2 separate regions of the Nothobranchius furzeri genome follow, and region 2 is linked to region 1. The links are chromatin contacts, called in public Micro-C maps. All regions are on one chromosome and are shown on one strand. The core of a region is the stretch at or near the end of the contact, and the rest is flanking DNA. Distances in the headings are between cores, read along the strand shown.

Region 1 (4,716 bases), core at 959-3,458:
TGATTTAATTTCCGTACATGCTGGATTTGAGATTAACGGACAGAATGTTTAATTTTTTCTTTTGACAAGAAATAATGTGTTGCAAGACACTCGATGCCAAGAACTGACTAGAAAATAGGCAAAAATCAGCAGGCTAAATAATCAAGATCCACAAAATAAACAAAAACATAAAGACTCGTGACTCATCCCCCATCTGGTTCACTTGTCATCCACCTACGCAAACTGCTCTCCCACAAACACGGTCTACATATAAAGCTCTATCCCATCCTCTTCTTTTTCTTTTCCGCCACCGGTCCATGGAAGACGTGGCCTAAATGATAAGCACGCACCTGGACTGTTGACAGACTTCGCAGCTGTCATTTGCATGAGCAAGGCCACCTGCTGCCGCTCAGAGACGGGGTACCCAGTCCGGATCCCCGGCATCCCGATTCCAAACGCCTTCCGGGTGTTAGTGGGCTCCTTTTTAATGCGCTTCCTCTCTGGACCTGGTTTCTCTGTCACACAAGCAAGAACAGAAATGCAACAAATACATTTTAGTGTGACGCACATGTACAGTAGATGTGTGTATTCACAGTCACAAAATATGATCAATTCCCTAAACTTTAAGGAAATAGTGAAAAATACAAGTGCTGCTAAAATTACCCCAACAAAACCCTTCAAACACAATATATGTCTAAACTGCATGCATTAATACATGGACACGCATTAAGAGGAGGAATAAATTAGCATTCCATTTGTGGTTTTCTTACCTATGATTATGTGCACTAACTACAGATGATTTTTTACTGCACCGTGGCTGAGTATTTGCTACTGCATCCAGACTGATCTCAGTCTAGCATGTGTTTTTAAGGATGTGCAACAAAACTACCTAAATAATAGCCCAAAACAGCTGTTTAACAGACTTAAAATGTAGACAATCACCCAATCATTCTTGTTAAGATTTATTTTGATAAAACTCTAACATCAATCTGTGGTAAGAATATATGGTTAAGACAGATCTGGGCTCATTTAGCTTTATAAAACTACGCTGTAGCTAAAAGTACAAGTGCACAAGAAGAATTCCTTCCCTTACTATAATATGTCCAACTACCCTTTTCTCTTTTCCGCCTAATCGTATATAATAAAATGCTTTTTCTAAAAGCCAGAATGACAGAAACCATTGAGGGCTGAATTGGAAACCACTTCACAACTCTTCACTAAGAGTAAGTAAAGAGTGCTTTTGGGATTTTCCATGTTGTTTGTGATATTGGGTCAAAGCTTATGGCAGGATCAGTGGAGCATGCTCAGAGCATCTGGGTCAGTCTGACTATGAATGAACATACACACATGCAGGAATAATTCCACTTCTAACTGCATTATTTGGGTGTGTTAGTCTGACTTTGACTAATTCAATTCAGCACAATCTCAGACTAAAATGTTTACGTGCATTTTAAAAGTCCAGGTAATGTCACACTAATGCAATCACTTGATATCTCCCTACGTCATGTAAACCTACAGAGTGCTTTTACCCATCCTCTTATTCACCCCCACCTTTGTTCTGCATTTGAGAGCCAAGCTGGAGAGCTGCAGCATCGCTCACCCCTCCAATATCACAAACCCAGCAGCTTTGTTTGAGTTACAGACTAAATGTTAAAGGAGAACAAGTAAACTACATTTCTCTATCAGACATAAATTTAAACATGAATAAAAAGTGAAATGAAAACACGGTCATTATAAACACCAATTCAGACACTGTCACACAAACTCAGTAGATACTGGCTAACAAGTAGCTTTTAGCAGGCCACATTTCAGTCCCTTGTTCCACACTCTAATGGGATTGCAGATACAAAAATACAAACATGGGAGCAGCTTTATTTGTAATTGGGTTGTGCTAAAATACAACATGAGACCAAACAGAATAAGCTGGATGTTTAAAGCTCACACTGGTTTTGCACTCTAAAAGAGTACGACTAAAACTGTTTCTACAATTTTTAAAAGACATTTCCACTGCAACTGTGTTTCAATTTAAATGCCTTTCAGCTAGACTAGAGACAAAACAAACAAACAGCAGCATAGTGTGCGAGTGGTTTGTAGGTAGCGGTGGGTCCCCTTTGTGTCATTACCCAGCAGCCCCTGAAGAAAGGGAGGGCCAGCAGGCAGTGTTTATGTCTGCTCGTTTCCAAGCCAATCAGCCAAAATTGTAAAGGGGGGAGGGGGGGGGGGGGGGTGTGTGACTTGGCAGAACTGCTGTTATTACGAAATAGCTGGTATATATTTCAGTTCAACATGGCCTTGCCAAGGTCACCACTGCCTGCCAGGATTACTGGAGACGCAGTGCCACTGGACAAAAGCAGCTGCTCCACAGACACACCCAGCAATTATTTTCAGTGGTAACATACCATCTGATGACCCATAGAAAGGGTAAAGCTGCACATGAGTACAACACTTCATGACTGAGAATGAAGTTTATTTATTTTTATTTACCCTTTATTTAACCAGATGAGCCCCACTGCTAACAGCAAACTCTCACAGCAATACGACCCCCCCAAACACAAAGAAACCCTTTTAAAGTGCTTGTTTGAACCTTCGAGCTCAGAGCAGCGGCGGATGTGTCTGAGCCTGATTTCTGTGGGATTTCTCTCACTCCAAGACTGCATGCGAAGCTCGAGGCCACAAACAGACAAGTAAACAAGGCAAGAAGCGAGCACTGAGGCTCCCGCTTCCGGTGCATAAAGGATTTCCAGGAAACTATTTTTCCAGTCACATGTACAGAGAAGATAAACTTTCACCAACATCTGTGAACACTTATAGTTAATGCGCCCTTCAGCACTCTTTGATACACTCTCACGTTCTCCCAAGCATTCACCATTAGAGACATTCCTTCTGTAAAAACAGCGGGAACCACAGAAGCAGTTCAACATGTTTTTTTGTGCAGCAGAACAGAAAACTGCAAAGCTAGCGTTTCCACGCTATGTTTACAAGACAGGGAAGCAGGATGCAGTCGTATAAAGGATATGTGGCTTAACAATGTTTGAGTCAGTCTCTAATACAGGACTCATCATCAGGGGCAGAACACCAACATGATCGTCTACACCATATGGATCTGGTACAGAACACAGTGACATTTCCCTTATTATTACTGGGCATCAAGAGGGTATTATTATGAATTTAAACCAACTAGCTTCACCAGCTAGCCCCAAAAACGAATAATTAGAAATTCTTAATCCAAAAAAGATGACACTGATCCTGTAAGAATAAAAAGACAGAATAACTTTAAAGGCTAAAATAACAAAAAGCTCGATAAACTTGACATTTTGCTACTGTTTCCACTGTGTCCCTCCCTGTTGAATGTCCGAGGAACCCTGCTTTTATGTGTCTCAGTAAAGTGATATTACTCACTTTGAAGATAGGGTTGTAACCGTACTCTTCTTATACTTGAAACTTGATTAAGAAGATAAGAGAAAGGGAGAATAGATGGGAAACACAAGCTAGCTATGGACGGTCACCCTGTGAATAGACTGACCACCTGAGCCAAGGAGAAGGTGACACATCAAATGTAAAGGGCAGGCTCTAAGAGGGAATTTTGTTTAATGGCAGACAGACAATACTACAGTGTGAGCTAACTCCCAAACAAACAAAAACTTCAGTAAGCCGACAGAAGCTATGGCGAGAATAACCACTCCAACCAGCCCAACCAGGTTTTGTTGCACGTTGAGAGTGAAATGTGTTCCGTTTTGGGAGTCGTGAAGGTTGCATAAACAGGAAGTTAAGAGAGAAGGAGCAGGAAATAACCAACAGGATGTTTTCTCAATGCCTTATTGAATGTATTGTGAGAAATTCCAACGTACATGAAGAGCATAGTAGTGTGTAATGGTTCTACCAGCCTGAGATTTGGTCATCTTACTCAGTAACAGAGTTTTGTTTTTATTTAGAGCGAGTAGGAGTTTAGTAAAGTTCAACTCAGTGTTACAACTGTTCATGGGCAGACATGTGTAAACCACGTGAGTTAACAATACTGTACTTTAGGCCACCTTAAGTCATTTCCACAAACCAACACGATCGATCGATCCTGTTATGTGTGTGTGTGTGTGTGTGTGTTTGTGTGTATGTATGCATGTACAGGGAGTGCAGAATTATTAGACAAATGAGTATTTTGTCCACATCATCCTCTTCATGCATGTTGTCTTACTCCAAGCTGTATAGGCTTGAAAGCCTACTACCAGTTAAGCATATTAGGTGATGTGCATCTCTGTAATGAGAAGGGGTGTGGTCTAATGACATCAACACCCTATATCAGGTGTGCATAATTATTAGGCAACTTCCTTTCCTTTGGCTAAATGGGTCAAAAGAAGGACTTGACAGGCTCAGAAAAGTCAAAATAGTGAGATATCTTGCAGAGGGATACAGCGGTCTTAAAACAGCAAAGCTTCTGAAGCGTGATCATCGAACAATCAAGCGTTTCATTCAAAATAGTCAACAGGGTCGCAAGAAGCGTGTGGACAAACCAAGGAGCAAAATAACTGCCCATGAACTGAGAAAAGTCAAGCGTGCAGCTGCCAAGATGCCACTTGCCACCAGTTTGGCCATTTTTCAGAGCTGCAACATCACTGGAGTGCCCAAAAGCACAAGGTGTGCAATACTCAGAGACATGGCCAAGGTAAGAAAGGCTGAAAGACGACCACCACTGAACAAGACACACAAGCTGAAACGTCAAGACTGGGCCAAGAAACATCTCAA
Region 2 (4,716 bases), core at 940-3,439, 170 kb after region 1:
CTTTCAGCACCACTCTCCGGATGACAACCCTGTATTTGGTTTAGCTTTTCAGTGTAACAGCAACTCTCACACAACCCCACTGATGGAAAAGACAACCAAGATGGCCATATTTTCCTGGTTTCACTTTTATTAGGCATGTACAATAAAGCACTGCTTTGTGGCTCATCTCAGCAATCTAACGAGCAGAAAACATGCAGCGTTCTACTTAATAAAGACAAACAGTTTTAAGGAGATCAATGAAGGAAACTAAAGTCATATTTACAAAACAGAGCCTGAAAAAATGCGTTACACGCTGGTTGAACAGACATTAACAGAGTCTACAGAGTTGTAAGACAACATCTGCTGATAGCCAGAAGAGCGGTTTCACAGAAAAGCAGCCAGCCTCTCTTTCTTGGGCTAATGACCTTTCTAACCCCAGCAGGGCTCAATTTCCTGTTGCAGACAGAGGGTATGCCATGTTTCTCTGGTACCACTTATGGGAACAGGAGCCAAATCTCACCAGCACTAATGGGAACCGGATGAGGCATACGGATTGGAAAAGTCCAATAGCTAACCAATAATTAGCCCATGAATATATATATATATATATTTAAAATGTACCAATCAGAGAGCACAAGTGGATGAATAACAATTGGATACATATTTTAAGTTAATGAGAAACTAGATCCACAGACAATGGACATGTAATAAATATGACTATTTACAAAGTAGCAAAAATATCATTCTGTTATTTATACACATCAAAAGTAACTGAATATGTGAATAGATGTTATTGGCACTGAGCCTTTAAATGTATCACAGACATAAAAAATAGAGAGAATGGAACCCAAGCTTAAAATAAACAGATATACATCACTGCATCTGCAGTGTAGTCAACATGAGCGCCCCTACAAGCTACAACACACTGTGGCTTGGAGGAAAACACCACCAGCAGCACTGCAGTGTTTTTCTCATCATTGGTACTGCACCAAAGTGGAAAGCTTCTCCTCCATATTCCACTTCTACTGGAGCTTACCTTAAATCCCACCAACTCTTTCACATTTTATTTTAAACATGCACACTACCAAACCTACCCATTTACTTCAGTCACACGTGTTCAGATAGACAGATACACAGGCACCCATAAAACAGGTAATTCCGGGTAGCAAGTGAACGCTTCAAAATGGTCTCGCCAACAACTCTTTTAAAACAAACGGACTTTCGTTGCCTTTGGCTCTGAGGATCTAATTCAGAGCCAGCCTAAAATCTTGGATTTAAACTAATCATGAAAGACTTCATGCAACATGCTAGGATTATAAAATGTTTAGTTTAAACATAATCTAAGGTGAGTAGTGTGTTGGATCAACTCCAAATGAGCTAAGTGCCAGTCAGCCATTTAAAATGGGTCAACATCAGGATGCTATTGGGTGCACTCCCTAGAGGAATATTGTAATGTTAATTATTCTTGGGGGAATGGAAATGCCCCTATAGTGAAAGCAAAATGTAGTGTTTCCAAAGACAAGTGGGGTGAATTAATCCAAAACAAGCGCTCAGAAACTCACGTTCAATCCAAAATGAACGCATTTCCCGTGTAAATCACCAGCTGCCCCTTCAGTATATTTATATTTAATTGTAAAGCATCAACGTTCTTGTACTATCACGCACAGCCAATGGTCCAACTGCGTACCTTCAAATAACCTTAAATACTACAACTAAATGTAATTTGTAATAAAATATTGATCAATATTTCAAACTTTTTGACTTCAGTTTCATAAAAGATCGTTTAAGAAGGTTGTTTAACAAAAAAATAGCCATTATATAACCACGTCGACGTCCATTTCCAGTGATAACGCCAATAAAAGGTTATGAGAAACAAAGTTGACCTTTGTCGCAACATACAACCAGAGTTGAACCGTGGGCAACAGCAGCGGTTTGTTGTTGTTAACATGTTAGCCAAGCAGAAACAGTAACGTGAGACTTACCTCTTAATCCCAACTACTTCCAATTTTTATTAGAATCGTTAATGTTTAGTCGATGCCGCAACGTTTTCGACTGGTGCTGGATAGTCCCATTTGTTGCAGTCGGCTCAATATAAATTCCGGAGACATCCGCATAAGCTTGCGACGACCATTGCAGCTAAAAGCAGCTCGCCAGAGCCGAGGCTAGCGCTAGCTTGTTAAAACCGTGTAGACCCAACAAACAGACGTCCACAGAAAAGGAGACTAGAATATCCGCCAAAAAAATAGTTTACAGCGTCGCTACTGCGTCTTCGTCGCAGTCTAAGCACCATTCGGAGTCCATAGGCGCAAAGTCAAGCTTGTTTGGGAAAACGTGAAGCATCAAAATATCATATTTTTGTTTCGCTTTAATCCTCTCCGCCAACCCATTCGAGCGGTTTTCGATCGGCCTTTGACTTCAGTTGTGTAGACGCTTGAAGCGGAAATGCATCCGGGATGAAAGGAGTTTTCTGATTGGCTCACACGCTGGGGGCGGAAACCTTTCAAGCGCGAGGAATCTGACGCCATTTTGGATCTTCACAGTACGTCAGCCTCTTGTTACAGTAAACCCCATCACTGCACCAATATGGCTGAAACCCCGTCGTAGTTTCCAGCACAAGAGACAACTCTCCATTATGCAGTTGGAGGAGTAAGAAAAGGAAATGGAGTTCGGGCACTGGGTGAACTCGTTTTAATATCCTTCGACATCCATACTGTTGTTGTTTTTCTTTTTAAAACGTAAATCAGAATATTGTGAACGTGGCATCATTCAAATTTTTATGCACTTAAGAAGTTGAAACAATACAATTTCTAAAAAAAAAGTAGCAATACAATTTCTAAAGAAGTAGCAATAATTTGTTAAATTCTTATGTGATCTTTCAATTTATATTTCTTTCAAATGCAAAAAAGCACTTTTTAGTCTTAGATTTCCTATCCCAAAAGAAATGATCTAAGCAGCGCTCTGATAAATGGCACAATCTTGTCGCTTTACAAGAGTTTGTGTTTAGGAGATGAAGTTAGCGGATAAACGGAGCGTTCCGGTGCAAAATTGAACGTATCCGCAAAGGGATGATACGAGAAATCCTATTGGTTCGAGGAAAACGTCTCTCTACTTATTGGGTTTTCACATGCCATTCACACTGACCCGTACGTGTGTCATTGGACTATGTAGTTGTTTACAACCGCGGTGGGAAATAAAACATTAGTTTATGTTTTCTGGGTACTAAACACGTTATAAGCTAAATTACCCGACTGTAGCTACTGAAGAGGAGTGTCGTCGTAAAACTTAAGTAGTGTTATAATAATTTAGAACAACATATATTTTTTAGAAATTAACAAATAAAACACATAAAAATAATAAAATCCACTCATTTGTGTAAATGAAGACAAACGCGCATTTACATTATTTCTCTGGTTCAAGCGATCCATAGAGTATTCTTGAACAAGGTCGCCATCTGGTGGATGGTTGTAAATCAACACCTTTCATCGATATAGATAATTATTCTAAGATATTCACTTTTAAATGATGGAGTTTAAAATATTGCTTTTTTCGTGCTATTTGTTTGCTATTTGTGTAATAATAGCAAACACTCAAACTTACACACGAATAATTTTTCACGTTTTTTAGCTCTTGGTACCAATATGAAGCTTTTTTCTTCATCCATGTAAAATCTCAGAAAGAGTGTTATTTCCTATTTCAAATTAACACATTTTTCTAAATGTTCTAAAATACGATTCAACACTGAAATAATATGAAATAATAACCTTAGAATAATTAAACAGAATATACTGTATTTGAAAGTACACTATATTGGTTAAATTTCTATATATTTTTTCTTCTGGAACTATGTGTAGACATTATGTGATTCTGAAACACTTGTCACAGCAAATTCTTAATGTCAGGCTTTTCAGAACTGGTTTTCAAAACAAAAATCCCAACACTTAGACTGGTTAACAAACAAGATATAGATATTTATTTTCTTCAGGTTAATTTTTTACGTAATTGTTGATTTAAAAGCTGCATTTTCAAAGATTTTAACCACTTTTTATTAAATGAAAATATACATGACACTTTGTGCCCACTGGGTGGCACTGGTTCCCCGTTACCTGGTTAAGAACTTCCGATATAAACCAACGAAGAGCAGTCGCCGTTGACTTACGTAGCATGATGCTAGCTCCAAGGTTGGGGGTAAACAAACGTTCCTTTAACATTTCTGAGCTTCACTAAGGATTGCTGTTATGGGACTGCTACTAGTCAGTTCATGTTCACATTGACTCGTAAAAAACACCATGTCGGCCATGTTGTTACCGCACAGCACGGCTGTTTGTAGAAGGCGCAGCAGATGTTTATTCCTGTCGCTATCAAAGCGTAACTCTCATGCTTTTGCAAGCAAACTCATCAACACCCATAGCGGCAAAAATGTGCTGTCAAGGTGTGTTAACGTGGGTAAGACGCTTGTTTCAAGCTCAGAGGGGGCTCTGACAAGTCGCACACAGAGTAAACTCATCCAGGTAAGCAGAAACATTTGTAGATTTTTAAAAGAAAACTAAAAAGCTGGTTTCTTTTTGTGGTCTTGGCTAATCCTATTCCTTAATAGTGATCCTGACCTTTAAATATGATCTTAATCTGTTTTTTTCCAAGATGATTATTCTCAATAGAAAGCGATTTTGTTATTCTCTGGTAACATATAACTGTTATCTGCTCTGCTCTCAGCAGTTTTAACTCCATTCTCATGTTTCA

What was found. Hi-C and Micro-C count contacts between places; a contact is called where the count stands out from the background.
Region 2: a Micro-C map of tail fin shows a contact between it and region 1, with 19 times the contacts expected there. The contact joins the promoter of ankrd11 here to the enhancer-like site in region 1. A contact is called at or near these places in 2 of 2 Hi-C or Micro-C datasets (skeletal muscle and tail fin).

What each region holds. Positions count from the first base shown.
Region 1 is chr9:64,650,868-64,655,583 of NfurGRZ-RIMD1, forward strand. ankrd11 (ankyrin repeat domain 11) reads right to left here. Exons shown (of 14, transcript XM_015953336.3): 5 at 330-494. Among protein-coding and RNA genes, the nearest start is that of slc22a31, 28 kb to the left of the region's middle. Within about 2 kb of position 2,209, at least 1 of the 3 cell types and tissues checked has an H3K27ac peak or open chromatin away from gene starts, as enhancers often do. A contact at or near this core is called in tail fin, where this site is marked.
Region 2 is chr9:64,821,034-64,825,749 of NfurGRZ-RIMD1, forward strand. ankrd11 (ankyrin repeat domain 11) reads right to left here and starts at 2,190. Exons shown (of 14, transcript XM_015953336.3): 1 at 1,962-2,190. It overlaps spg7 (SPG7 matrix AAA peptidase subunit, paraplegin), which reads left to right and starts at 4,115. Exons shown (of 17, transcript XM_015953341.3): 1 at 4,115-4,487. The coding sequence starts at 4,266.